Regions from separate parts of the Oryctolagus cuniculus genome. Here region 1 is linked to region 2. A link is a contact called in public Hi-C data. All regions are on one chromosome and are shown on one strand. The core of a region is the stretch at or near the end of the contact, and the rest is flanking DNA. Distances in the headings are between cores, read along the strand shown.

What was found. A called contact is a pair of places that touch in the nucleus more often than the background predicts.
Region 1: a contact with region 2 is called in a Hi-C map of an unstated tissue, with 5 times the contacts expected there. The contact joins the promoter of AXDND1 here to the enhancer-like site in region 2. A contact is called at or near these places in 2 of 6 Hi-C or Micro-C datasets (psoas muscle and an unstated tissue).

Annotation. Positions count from the first base shown.
Region 1 is chr7:7,587,406-7,593,539 of mOryCun1.1, reverse strand. AXDND1 (axonemal dynein light chain domain containing 1) reads right to left here and starts at 4,137. Exons shown (of 26, transcript XM_070077203.1): 1 at 4,071-4,137; 2 at 3,747-3,879; 3 at 2,833-3,005; 4 at 2,029-2,132. The coding sequence starts at 3,819.
Region 2 is chr7:7,441,786-7,448,294 of mOryCun1.1, reverse strand. No RefSeq gene overlaps it. Among named protein-coding and RNA genes, the nearest start is that of ABL2, 21 kb to the right of the region's middle. Within about 2 kb of position 4,129, at least 1 of the 8 cell types and tissues checked has an H3K27ac peak or open chromatin away from gene starts, as enhancers often do.

The sequences.
Region 1 (6,134 bases), core at 2,888-5,387, 150 kb before region 2:
ACCGGGACTAGAACCCGGTATGCCGGCGCCGCTAAGTGGAGGATTAGCCTAGTGAGCCGCGGCACCGGCCAATTGTTTTTTATTTTATTGTTGTGCTCTGGCTATCCGAGTTTGCTGAACTAGTTACTTTTTTGCAATAAATAAAATTCGTTGTACATTTGTGTATTTGTGTAGATAGTACAAATGTATTATCTTACAGTTCTGTCGGTCGGAAGTCCAAGCCAGGTCTCACAAGGCAAGAGCTGAGGTGCGCTGCTGGGGCCATGTTTCTGCCTGCTGCAGGGGAGCATCCACTGCTGGGTCACCTGGGCTGGCAGAACTCAGCTCCTCGCAGTTGGCGAGCTGAGACTGTCAGCTAAGCTGCCGTGGGAAGTCTGGTTTTGCCAGCAGCCAGCTTCATTTCTTGGCTCGTGTCACCCTTCTCCCATCTTCAGAGCCAGCAGCAGCGGGTTCAGATCCTCACACACTTCCCTCTTCTGTCTCAGCCCCAGAGCCACTCAACTACCCTCCATGTCCACTTCCACACATCGGGCCATCGGGCCCAGTCTGATTTCAGAGCCACTGCTCCAGCTCCTTAATCTTTATCACGTGGGTGAAGACCGCTGTGCAGTGGCAGGTGTCTGTCCCCGTGTTCTAGGGCACGGTGAGGACACTTGGGGTGGCGGAGGACACCTCCCTGTCTGCCTGGTCTTCGGTTTCCAACTCAGAAGCCATCTGATGTGAAAACTTTAAGGTCAGCTTATCGCCCTGTTCAGATGCAGCTGATTAGTTTTTCAAAACTGCAAACATCTCGTAACCACTAATAACAGTAATCGTGATCTGAGGGACTTGCTGACGCGAATGCTCCCAGACACAAAGGCTAAGAGGCCAAGTGTCCACTGCCCTTTGCAGCCCTGTAATTGACGCCTGCTGGTATTTCCTGGACTCCTGGATGCACTCTCTCCTTTGTGCTTTGCAGTTATTTCCGGGAGGCGCACGAAATGCAGCAAGCCCGTCGTTTCTTCTGCACAGATGAGAAAACTGGACTTCAGAAAAGCTAACTGATCTGCCCACCGAGGGTAGGCTTCAACGCTGCTTCCAGATGAGGCCAGGGGCTTACAGGGGGTCGATGGACAGGTGAAGAATACTCACAGAACGGGCAGGCCACAGTTGTCACGGGCAAATGCTGACACAGGTGACAATGTTAGGGATGACGTAAACAACAAATAACATTCGCTGACCTGCTCCACACAGTGCAGAGGTGAGGGGTTCCTTCGAGGAAGGCAACCAATTAATAAGCATTCATTCCTCCAGGTCTCCCAGCTCCCTTGCTCTCTCCTCCAGGATGTAGTAAAAGATACGCACACAGATCCAAGGGACATGAAACACACTCTACCTGCACTGCCTTGCCTTCTCAGTAGGCAGCGACAAGCAGTGTGACAGCACAGGGACCAAGGCACAAAGCCACACAACCAAATTTAAACGCACAAAGGTATGTACAGCCAGCATTCACCACCATCCTACTGATGAGCAGACCCAAAGTAGTGGTCATATGCCCTTCTGGACTGTGCTCTTACTCACCAAAGATACTGCAAGTTGCAGGGCCGGCACTGTGGCATTAGTGGGTTAAGCCACTGCCTGCAGTATCAGCATCCTGTACGGGCACTGGTGTGAGTCCCGGCTGCTCCACTTTCGAGCCAGCTCTCTGCTTATGTGCCTGGGGAAGCAGCAGAGGACAGTCCAAGTGCTTGGGCCTCTGCACCCACATGGGAGAATAGGAAGAAGCTCCTGGCTCCTGGATTTGGCCTGACCCAGCTCCCACTGTTGGGGCCATTTGGGGAGTGAACCAGTGGATGAAAGACCCTTCTCTCACTCTCTCTAAATCTGCCTTTCAGAATAAATAAACCTTAAAAATATATATAAATATATACTGCAAGTTTCATAATGTATGAATCAATCACTTTCCCCATCCTAACCCTCCCATGGAACTCCTATGAGATAAGAAAACGACTCTTTATCTCCATATAATCTGCCATCTTCCCTCTTTACCTTCCAGCTCCTGTTAGGGAGACAGGATGGTCAATCAGGTATTTGAATTTATTCCTTCGAACAGGGTGATGCCAGACATGGTCCACAGGGCGAGGAAGGGTACCCTGGGGAAAAGCAAAAACACATGAATGCCCAGCAGAGGGCGCTCCAGCCAAATAAATCGACTCAGTTCTGCATATCTACATTAAGGGCATTTGGATACTCTGGAAAAAATTAGAGTGGAATTCTTATTTATTTACTAATTGGAGAAAGATTGAAACTAGAACAATTCTATAGTAAACAAAAAATACTAAGAGTAATAATGATCATTTTGGTAAATATACATAAAAACAAGTTAATGCAGAGATTCGTCTTAAAAACATTCTACCAAAGATCTGAGTTTTCGATCTAGGAAATTAAAATTTTTTTAAAGGGAGCGGGCAGTTAGACAAGCAACCAAGATGCCCACGCTCCACAGTGGAGCGCCCGGGGTTCAATTCCTGGCGCCAGGTTCTTCCGACTCCAGCTTCCTGCCAGAGCAGACTCAAGTCAACTGGGTTCCTGCCACTCCCAGGACAGACCTGGGTTGAGTTCCCAGCTCCTGACCTTGGCCCCACTCCAGCCCAAGCTGTTCTGGGCACTTGGTGAGTGGATCAGCAGATGGGAGCTCTCGCTTGCTCTCTCTCACTCCCTGATTCTCAAAGATAGAACAAAAAGATTGGAAGGCCACCTGTAATATCTACCACCCCTCGACAAACAGCTAGTGAGCTGGATAACAAAAAGATAACAACCCCAGGGACTCTCTTGGCGCACGTATGCACGCACCTTTGGGGTTTTACTTTTCCTAAGGGGCAGTAAGTGTTCGGGACAGGGCCCAGCGTGGGCTGCGTAGGTCAGAGAGAGAAGAACTTCCTCAGGAATCGACTCGTCCCTCAGTGACACGGGAAGGGGTCTGGAATGATCCAGCATGTTTTTTTTCTCCTTTAGCTCAGGAAGACCTAAGAAAATACATAAGGGAAAGAAAAGCTAGTTTTTCAGAGAGCTGAACAGAGCCTTCTAGAACCACCTCGCCAGCCCCATCCGTGTGTCTCTAACACAGCCACTGGCTTCTGGTCCAGGAGAACAGCAGCGATATTCAAAACGCTGAACGCCAGCCAGCCAAGAGAAACACCGTCAGAGCCCATTAAGCCACCTGGGCCGGCCAGAACCTGTTAGGTCACTGGGCCTGAACCCCCAGGCCTGAGAGGGCCGGGCGCAGACGGATCAATCTCTGCCGCGAGCCTGGGGCAGTCCAAGCTGCAGGGACGATACACTGCAAACTCCAGCAAGGAGGCTCTCTGGGCATCCACGCCCCCTCCTCAGGTGCAGGTGGCGCTCTGCACCTGCCCAGCAAGCAGCTTAAGAAGGGGCTCTGTGGGGCCACCGCTGGTTAATGCCCTGGCCTGAAGCGCGCCGGCATCCCATATGGCCGCCGGTTCGAGTCCCCGCTGCTCCATTTCTGATCCAGCTCTCAGCTAACAGCCTGGGAAAGCAGTAGAAAATGGCCCAAGCAGCTGGGCCCCCGCCACCCACGCGAGAGCAGATCCGCGCGGGGCTCTCAGCTCCTGGCTTCGTCTGCCCGGGCCGGCCGCTGTGGGCATTGGGGCGGGAATCGGCAGATGGGTGGTCTCTGCCTTTCAAACAGACAACACAAAAAACAAAGCCGGCCGGAACCGGGGCTGCGGGACCCTTGGAGTCACCTCCCGGCTCTTCCTTGGCCAGGGCCGCTTTGAACGGTTTGTCCTCTAACGGCGGCGTCTTCGGGAGCGACATCACCGGCCGCGGCTGCAAACACGCCTCCGGACAGAGAACTCAGAAACCAATGGCTTCGTCCTGAGAAAAAAGCCAAAACCCACGCGAGGCCCGTCAGGCGCGCCGCTTCAGACGCGCGGTTTCGGCTCACCGCCGCCCCGGCTGCCCGCTGCGGGGCGCCCCGCGTTCTCGCGGGGTGCGGGGACTGAGACACCCGCAGCGCGTCGGGCTCTGGGCGCCCCGTCCCCCGCAGGCGTCCCCCTCACGCGCGCCTCAGGAAACGGACGCCGGCGACCCGCCCTCGCCAGCCGCGCACGCGCCGGCGCCCGGCGGCCGCGCCGTTTCCCGGGACGCCTGCGTCGTCATGGAAACGCAGGACCCCGCGCCTTAGCAACCGCGGCGTGGGCTGCCCTCGGCGGTGCCTGCGGACGACGCTCCAGCAGGCCCCAGCCGGCATCGCTCGCTGGGCGTCACCGCCTGCGTTCCGACAAACGCTTCCTGGGGGTGCAGTCGCCGCCTACCAGCGGGTCTCGGGCCCGGCCAGTGCCCCGGGGAGACCCTGCGCCCCGGCGCCCCGAGTGTCCGTCTCACTGGTGCCCGGGCCCTCGGTGTATCTGGAGATGAGTCGCATCGTTGCGCTTTGTGTCTCCAGATTTAAGCCCCTGGTCCCGTGTGTGCAGGTGAGCATCGGTGAGAAACAGGGCGGAGTTCAGAACAGCAGGCTCTCCGGACGTGGGGAGTCCCTCTCCCACAGTGCCGGCCAGCTCACCGGTGCGGGACCACCTGCTGGGAGTGGGCACGGACGACCAGGCTGGAGGAGGGCTCTGGAGAAGAGGCCATTTAGGACCTAGGGGCACACCGTTTGCAGTGCCAGTAAGACATCTGTGAGGCCGGCGCTGTGGGGTAGCGGGTAAAGCCGCCATCTGCAGTGCCGGCATCCCATATGGGCGCCAGTTCGAGTCCCGGCTGCTCCTCTTCCGATCCAGCTCTCTGCTGTGGCCTGGGAAAGCAGTGGAGGATGGCCCAAGTGCTTGGGCCCCTGCACCCGCGTGGGAGACCAGGAAGAAGCTCCTGGCTCCTGGCTTTGGATCAGCCCAGCTCCGGCCGTTGCGGTCATCTGGGGAGCGAGCCTGCGGATGGAAGACCTCTCTCTGTGTCTCTACCTCTCCCTGTAACTCTTTGATATAAATAAAATAAAAATCTTTAAAAAATTACATCTGTGGTGTGCGCCGCGGCTCACTAGGCTAATCCTCCGCCTAGCGGCGCCGGCACACCAGGTTCTAGTCCCAGTCGGGGCGCCGGATTCTGTCCCGGTTGCCCCTCTTCCAGGCCAGCTCTCTGCTGTGGCCCGGGAGTGCAGTGGAGGATGGCCCAGGTGCTTGGGTCCTGCACCCCATGGGAGACCAGGAGAAGCACCTGGCTCCTGGCTTCGGATCGGTGCAGCACCGGCCACAGCGCGCTGGTTGTAGCGGCCACTTGGGAGGGGGGTGAACCAACAGAAAAAGGAAGACCTTTCTCTCTCTCTCTCTCTCTCAACAACTCTGCCTGTCAAAAAAAAAAAAAAAATGACATCTGTATGGAAATGGGAGGTAACTCCTTGATTCTACATGAAAGTACTTCAAAAAGTCTGTGGAAAATTAAAAGCTTATTTTGGTCCAATTTGTTTTTTTAAATCCACACATGGTGTTTCATTATACACTTCCGTGAACTTTTTCGTGTATGTGGCTCTGAAGCCCTTAGTGATAGGGCTAAAGTTAAATAGATGAGAACATCAACAAGAAATATGACAAGACAAACTGTTGAAGAATAGAATTGCTACTCCTGGGGAATAATTCTGAATTGCACTAAGGAAACCCTAAAATGGCATAAGGTAAAATATCGAGGTCTTCGATGGAAAATGCCATAGCAAAATGTAAGATGACCAGTTAAGAGTTTTCCTAGAATGCACCAAGACAGGCAAAGTAATGGTTAGTCATTTTTTTTTTTTTTATTTGAAAGAGTTACACAGAGAGAGAAGGAGAGGCAGAGAGAGAGAGAGAGAGAGGTCTTCCATCTACTGGTTCACTCCCCTGATGGCCGCAACGGCCAGAGCTGCGCCGATCCAAAGCCAAGAGCCAGGAGCTTCTTCCCAGTCTCCCACGTGGGTGCAGGGGCCCAGGAACTTGGGCCATCTTCCACTGCTTTCCCAGGCCACAGCAGAAAGCTGGATTGGAAGTGGAGCAGCCAGGACTTGAACCAGCGCCCACATGGGTACCAGCACTGCAGGCAGCAGATTTACCCACTATGCCACAGCGCCGGCCCCATGGTTAGTCATTAGCAGGGCCAATTATACCTAT
Region 2 (6,509 bases), core at 2,880-5,379:
GCGCCTCTGACTAGTTTCTAGGATAGAGTAAGTACTGCTGAGGACAATGAGGAGGAGGAGGGCAGAGACAAAGAGAGCGTAGTTCTCTGTGCTTCGGTTTCCTTATCTGAGGGTGGGCATTTAGCTGAGTGGTTAACACACCTGCACCCCGCATCAGAGTACCTGGGTTTGATACCTGGCGCCAGCTCCTCACTCCAGCTTCCCACAAAGGCAGACCCTGGGAGGCAGCAGTGATGGCTCAAGTAACTGGGTTCCTGCCTCCAACATGGGAGTCTGGATTGAATTCCAGCTTCAGGCTGGCCCAGCCTGGGGTTTTGTGGGCATTTGGAGGATGAACCAGAGGGTGGGAGTGCTCTCTCTCTCTCTCTCTCTCTCTATATATATATATATATATATATCTTTCTCTGTCTCTCAAATGTGTGTGGGTACAGTGGTTAAGACATTGAAACATATGTATCTCATGTCAGAGATCTGGGTACATTTAAGTCCCAGGCACAGTTCTAATTTTTTAATTTACATATTTATTTGAAAGGCAGAGTGACAGACAGAAAGTGTAAGAGTGAGAGAGAGAGACCTTCCATTTGCTAGTTTACTCCCCAAATGGCTGCAACAAGCAGAGCTGGGCCAGGCTGAAGCCGGGAGTCAGGAACTCCATCCTGGTCTCCCACAAGCGCGGCAGGGGCCAAGTTCTTGGGACCCCTTCCATTGCCTTTCCAGATCAGCAGTAGCTGGATTGGACACACATGGGTGCTCGATTATCGGTGCCAGTGTTGCAGGCTGCAGCTCAGCCGCAACACCAGGCCCCCAGGTGTGGCTTGATTCCAGCTTCCCACTGAGGCATCAGACGGTGGCTCACACACATGGGTCCCTGCCACCCTGGTGGAAACTCGGATTGAGCTCTAGGTTCTTGGCTTCAACCTGACCAAGCCCTGGCTTTTGTGAGCTGCTAGGGAGTGAACAAATGGATGGCAGATTCTCCCCTGTTGCTGTGGATTCGTTCTGAGAGGATTGCCATGGGGGCAAGAGGGGCGGAGTCACCACACAGACCCCGGGAGTTGTGTGGAAGCAGGCCAGAGGCGAGCAGCCTGCAGTCTCATTTATTTCAGTTGGTACAGCAGTTTATATAGACAAGGCAACCAATCCAGCCAAGGGGCGGTCTGTGCCCGAACCAATCACAGCCTGTTGCTAGGCAGCTCCATTGCCAGGTGGTTTCCCAGGGGGTTTCCGAAGCCATTCCTGAGTAACTGATGCTCACTTGCCAGCAGCCATCGTAGCATGGCCTTCTCACTCCACCACACTCCCCTCCCCTTCAAATAAAAAACATGAATATAAATACATTAAATCATGTAATGGACATAAACTCTTAGAACCGTACCCAGTCCAGGACAAGAACGGTATGACCTGGGGAGCCCTTGTTTGCCCTCTGGACGGTGAAAGTGGCTGACTGACAGCATCTACCAGGATTCAGGCTCTGCTCCATTTTTCTAGAGTCAAGTTGCCATAAGAAATGTGTGCGTGGCTCTTTCTGAAGGACGCAAGCAGCAAGTGTGGCTTCGCGTGTTCCCACACCTTTCTCATCTTCCAGGGGGTGCCCACGTGCCTTGGCTATGGCCCTACATTATTCCCAGCATCGACTTCCCTCTTCACAGCTTCTTTTCCTTACTCCAAACTGCCCTTCCCCACCCCACTCCTGCCCCTGTAAAGCTCGTGTGATTCCTTTGGGCCCATCGGGAGAACCCAGGCTTCGATCCCCATCTTAAGATCCTTAATTGAGTTGCACCTGTCAAATCCATTTAGCCATGTAAGATAGCAATTGTAGGCTCCAAAGACAATGATGTTGACATCTGTGTATGTGAGATGAGGGAGAGGTATCATTATTTGCTTACCATACCGGGCAAGAAGTTTGTCTCACTTGTGGTACGTATGTTTTTCTGAATAATACATAGGCAGTGTAGGCTACTTTATCACGGATGCTCTTTTCTCGTTGAATAGCAGTAGGCGTCCTAGATGCCTTTGAAAAGACAAGGGTACTGATATGCTATTTCTCTCCGATGAATGACGAATTGGTGATAAGAATGGTGACTTTTTGGCCGGTGCCGCGGCTCACTAGGCTAATCCTCCACCTGCGGCACTGGCACCCTGGGTTCTAGTCCCAGTCGGGGCACCGGATTCTGTCCCGGTTGCTCCTCTTCCAGTCCAGCTCTCTGCTGTGGCCCGGGAGTGCAGTGGAGGATGGCCCAAGTGCTTGGGACCTGCACATGGGAGACCAGGAGAAGCACCTGGCTCCTGGCTTCGGATCGGCGCAGCGCGCCAGCCGTAGCAGCCATTTGGGGGGTGAACCAATGGAAGAAAGACCTTTCTCTCTCTCTCTCTCTCTTACTGTCTAACTCTGCCTGTCAAAAAAATAATAAAGAAAAAAAAGAATAGTTATTTTTTGAGAACATACAAGGACTGTCTAAACCTGCATTTTTTGTTTTTTAAAACTTTGTTTACTTATCTATTTATTTTAGCTGAAATGGAGAGAGAGAGAGAGAGAGAGAAACTTCCATCCACTAGTTCATTCCCCAAATGACCGTAACATCCAGGGCTGGCCCGGGAGCCTGGACCTCAGTCCAGGTCTCTACAGGGTGGCAGGGACACAAGAGTTGGAGCCGTCACCTGCGGCCTCCCAGGGTGCACATTAGCAGGAAGCTGGATCAGAAGCAGAAGAGGGGTCTGGTGTGTGGCACAGTGGAAAAAGTCACTGCCTATGACATCGGCACCCCATGTGGGTGCTGGTTCATGTCCCTGCTGCTCCACTCCTGCTCCAGCTTCCTGCTTTTGGCCTGGGAAAGCAGCAGAGGATGGTCCAAGTGTTTGAGCCCCTGCACCATGTGGGAGACCTGGATAAAGCTCCTGGCTCCTGCCTTCAGCCTGGAGCAGTCCTGGCCGTTGTAACTGTTTGGGGAGTGAACCAGTGGATGGAAGATTCCTATATATTGTCTCTGTGTTTCTCCCTCTCTCTCTGTAACTCTGACATTCAAATAAATAAATCTTAAAAAAAAAAAAAAGCAGGGGAGCCAGGACTCTCCAATCATGTGCTCATTTTATGAAATGTGGATGTCCCAAGAGGCAATTGACCTGTGGTGTCAAACGCCTACCCCTGAGGCCCTACAATGCCGACAGCTTGATGACATCCAAGGCACCGCAGCCACTCCCAAGACGGGTAGAATTTTGGCAAGCAGTGACCCAGAACCTGGCAGTGGGCTGCATGGGCTTTTTATGCTTTTACATATCCTGCCCCCATGACACATGGCGGCAACAAATGATGGCGTTAGGGCAGAACACGTAAGAAAACAGGCTCTGGAGTCAGCCAGGGCCAGAATCCTGGTTCTTCTGGCTCTGCTATTGACTCCTTGTGTGACCTTGGATGACCTTGCTTAATGTGTCTAATCACGCGTTCTCTTATCTACACAATGGAGATAAGAGTTGACAGGTGTGTTGTTAGGATTACAGGAGGCGATGGACGCAAAGTCCTCAGCACAGGTCTGATGCACAATAATTAGTATTCAGTAAATAACTATTGTTTATTATAACTGGAACACATCTCGGGAAAGATATTAAAGCGAATTACACCATCTGACACAGCAAAATAGCCTACAACCGCCTATAAACCTCTCCCCAGAGTCCCACCCATCACAACCACTACTTCCAGAATGACTCTTCTTGAGCTCGTTGCTAACTTCCAACCTCTCTGGGTCTCTTCTCTCCTTTTGACTCACTTCCACCAGGCATCTCCCGTATGGAGTCTTACGTAGGCTCATTTCATCCTCTACCCATTCCACTGATGAGTACGACAAAGGCACAGCACTGAACAACACAAAGACCCTGAGAAGGGGCTGGAAGTGCTGAGCACAAGTCTGTGGGTTCTTACACTGCTCTGTTTTCACACTGGAACTTCCTTTATCACCCTCACCGTCTCCCCACGCGCAGCCTTGTTCCGCCTGCCACATGTTTGGAGAGCCATATAGATTGAGCTTAGTGATGTTCAGTTTAGACTTCGGAGACCTTGATGCGCTTCTCTGATCTGTGCCGCAGCGAGCGCTCTGGACAGCTCCTCCGTAGTGCCGGGCTACAGGTTTCCTCTACTCAACGAGGACACCCAGAGGCCGCATGGGACGTAGCACCTGCCCGGAAACTTCCAGCTGGTTCCATCGGAAGTCACAAAGCCCAGGTCCAACCAGTCACCTAGAATATGTGTTCACGTGGAGCTCGCCCTCAAGGGAAGACTGGAAGCAGGTGCACTTCTTTCCCTGGCACAGGCATGCGTTGTAAGGTGCAGAAGAGCTTTTAAATGTGATGGATGGGGACGCCAGAAACCAAGGACGTGCTGGGGACGCTTGGGGACATTTGCGCGGTGACTGAGTGCCGGTGGAGGTTGCTGAGTGGTTTTCTTTTCTTTTCTTTTTTTTTTTTCTTTTTTTGACAGGAAGAGTGGACAGTGAGAGAGAGAGAGAGACAGAGAGAAAGGTCTTCCTTTGCCGTTGGTTCACCCTCCAATGGCCGCTGCAGCCGGTGCACTGAGCTGATCCGAAGCCAGGAGCCAGGTGCTTCTCCTGGTCTCCCATGGGGTGCAGGGTCCAAGCACTTGGGCCATCCTCCACTGCACTCCCTGGCCACAGCAGAGAGCTGGCCTGGAAGAGGGGCAACCGGGACAGAATCCGGCGCCCCGACCGGGACTAGAACCTGGTGTGCCGGCGCCGCTAGGCGGAGGATTAGCCTAGTGAGCCACAGCGCCGGCCTGCTGAGTGGTTTTCTTAGGCGTGACCCTAGCGTCAAGCTACGGAGCAGGACACTGCTGTTGTCGGGTCACGTAGGCTCAGGTGTGGACGGTGACCGAGGAGGATGTCCCAAGCTCCGTCCCGAGGTTTTGGCTGAAGGGAAGGGTCATTAGGAGGGAGGTGGATCAGAGGTGGAGATTCTGGTAGCATAGGTGGTGGCTTTACCCGTTATGTCACAGCCGGTCCGTGAAACTGATTATCTTTAGCTCTACTGTATTTTTAGAAAATCTAGACTGCTCAACTGAAGAGTTTTTAGAATCGATGTGACACACCTGTGTAAGCAGGTGTGGCCAGGTGCCACCCCATGGCGTGTCTACGTGGGGGACATGGAAACTCATTACACGGTTCTTTCTGCTGTTCTGTACATTTAACTTTTTTTTTTTTTCCCAAAATAAAAGGATGAGGATGTAAAAGCCTCAAAGGCACTTAACCTGAACTTGCTCGAGCACTGTGGCCTCCGTTGTGTTGTCTTGCGTGTGCTGGAGTTTAACCAGCACGTTGTAGTCACTCGCGTGGTCATCTCCTGTTCTCCGTGTCACCCTGCAGCACACACATTCTTGCTGGTGCAAGAAATGAAAGAGATACAACACTCAGCAGCTCCGCTGGGGTGCTGGGTTCTGTCTGGCCCTACTGAGGGCCTGGAGGTCTTTCCTTCCTTCCGCCCTGCCCCTGCCCCACTTCCCGGGGCTGACTCAACGTTTATCCTCCGCATTCCCATGCTGGGAACACCTCCCTCGCCCTGGCCCTGTGTTCACAGGTCACTTCCCCCGCATGAGCACTATGGATAGGCTATTCTAGCTGTTTGCTTTCTTGACCTGACTGCCCTGAGAGCTACACTTTCCTTGAGGAGAAGGGAATTTTATCTGCCTTTTCACAGCTGTATCCTCACCCTCGGAGAGTTTCAGGCACACAGCAAGGAAAAGCTCAATAAATACTTGGCAAGTGAATGGCCAACGCTAGTGTGATCAGCTTTTTAGAGAACCATATAGCCATACTAGGAACCCTTCCAAATAAGTAAACATGTAACCATGCAGAGGTCAGCATCAATATGAATGGGTGTTTATTTGATACCAAAGGGGTTTTTATTAAAATTAAGGTAAAATCATCTTCTAAAAAGAAATCAATCATTTCATAATATTGTCTTTTTCTGAAGAAAGATTCTCTACTTCTCAAATAAATCTTTTTTTTTATTTTTTGACAGGCAGAGTGGACACTGAGAGAGAGAGACAGAGAGAAAGGTCTTCCTTTGCTGTTGGTTCACCCTCCAATGGCCGCCGCGGCTGGCGCGCTGTGGCCGGCGCACCACGCTGATCCGATGGCAGGAGCCAGGAGCCAGGTGCTTCTCCTGGTCTCCCATGGGGTGCAGGGCCCAAGCACTTGGGCCATCCTCCACTGCACTCCCTGGCCTGGAAGAGGGGCAACCGGGACAGAATCCGGCGCTCTGACCGGGACTAGAACCCGGTGTGCTGGCGCCGCAAGGCGGAGGATTAGCCTAGTTAGCCGCGGCGCCAGCCTCAAATCAATCTTTATTATGGTTTATACTTATTTTTTAATTAGCACTTTTCTGATCAACATATTTCATCCATAACCCACTGCACCACAATGCCTGCCCCCCCCCCCCCCCCCGTCTTTTGATGTTGTTGTTTTTCAGGATGACTGGCCCAGTGATTAACACAATACTTGGGACAC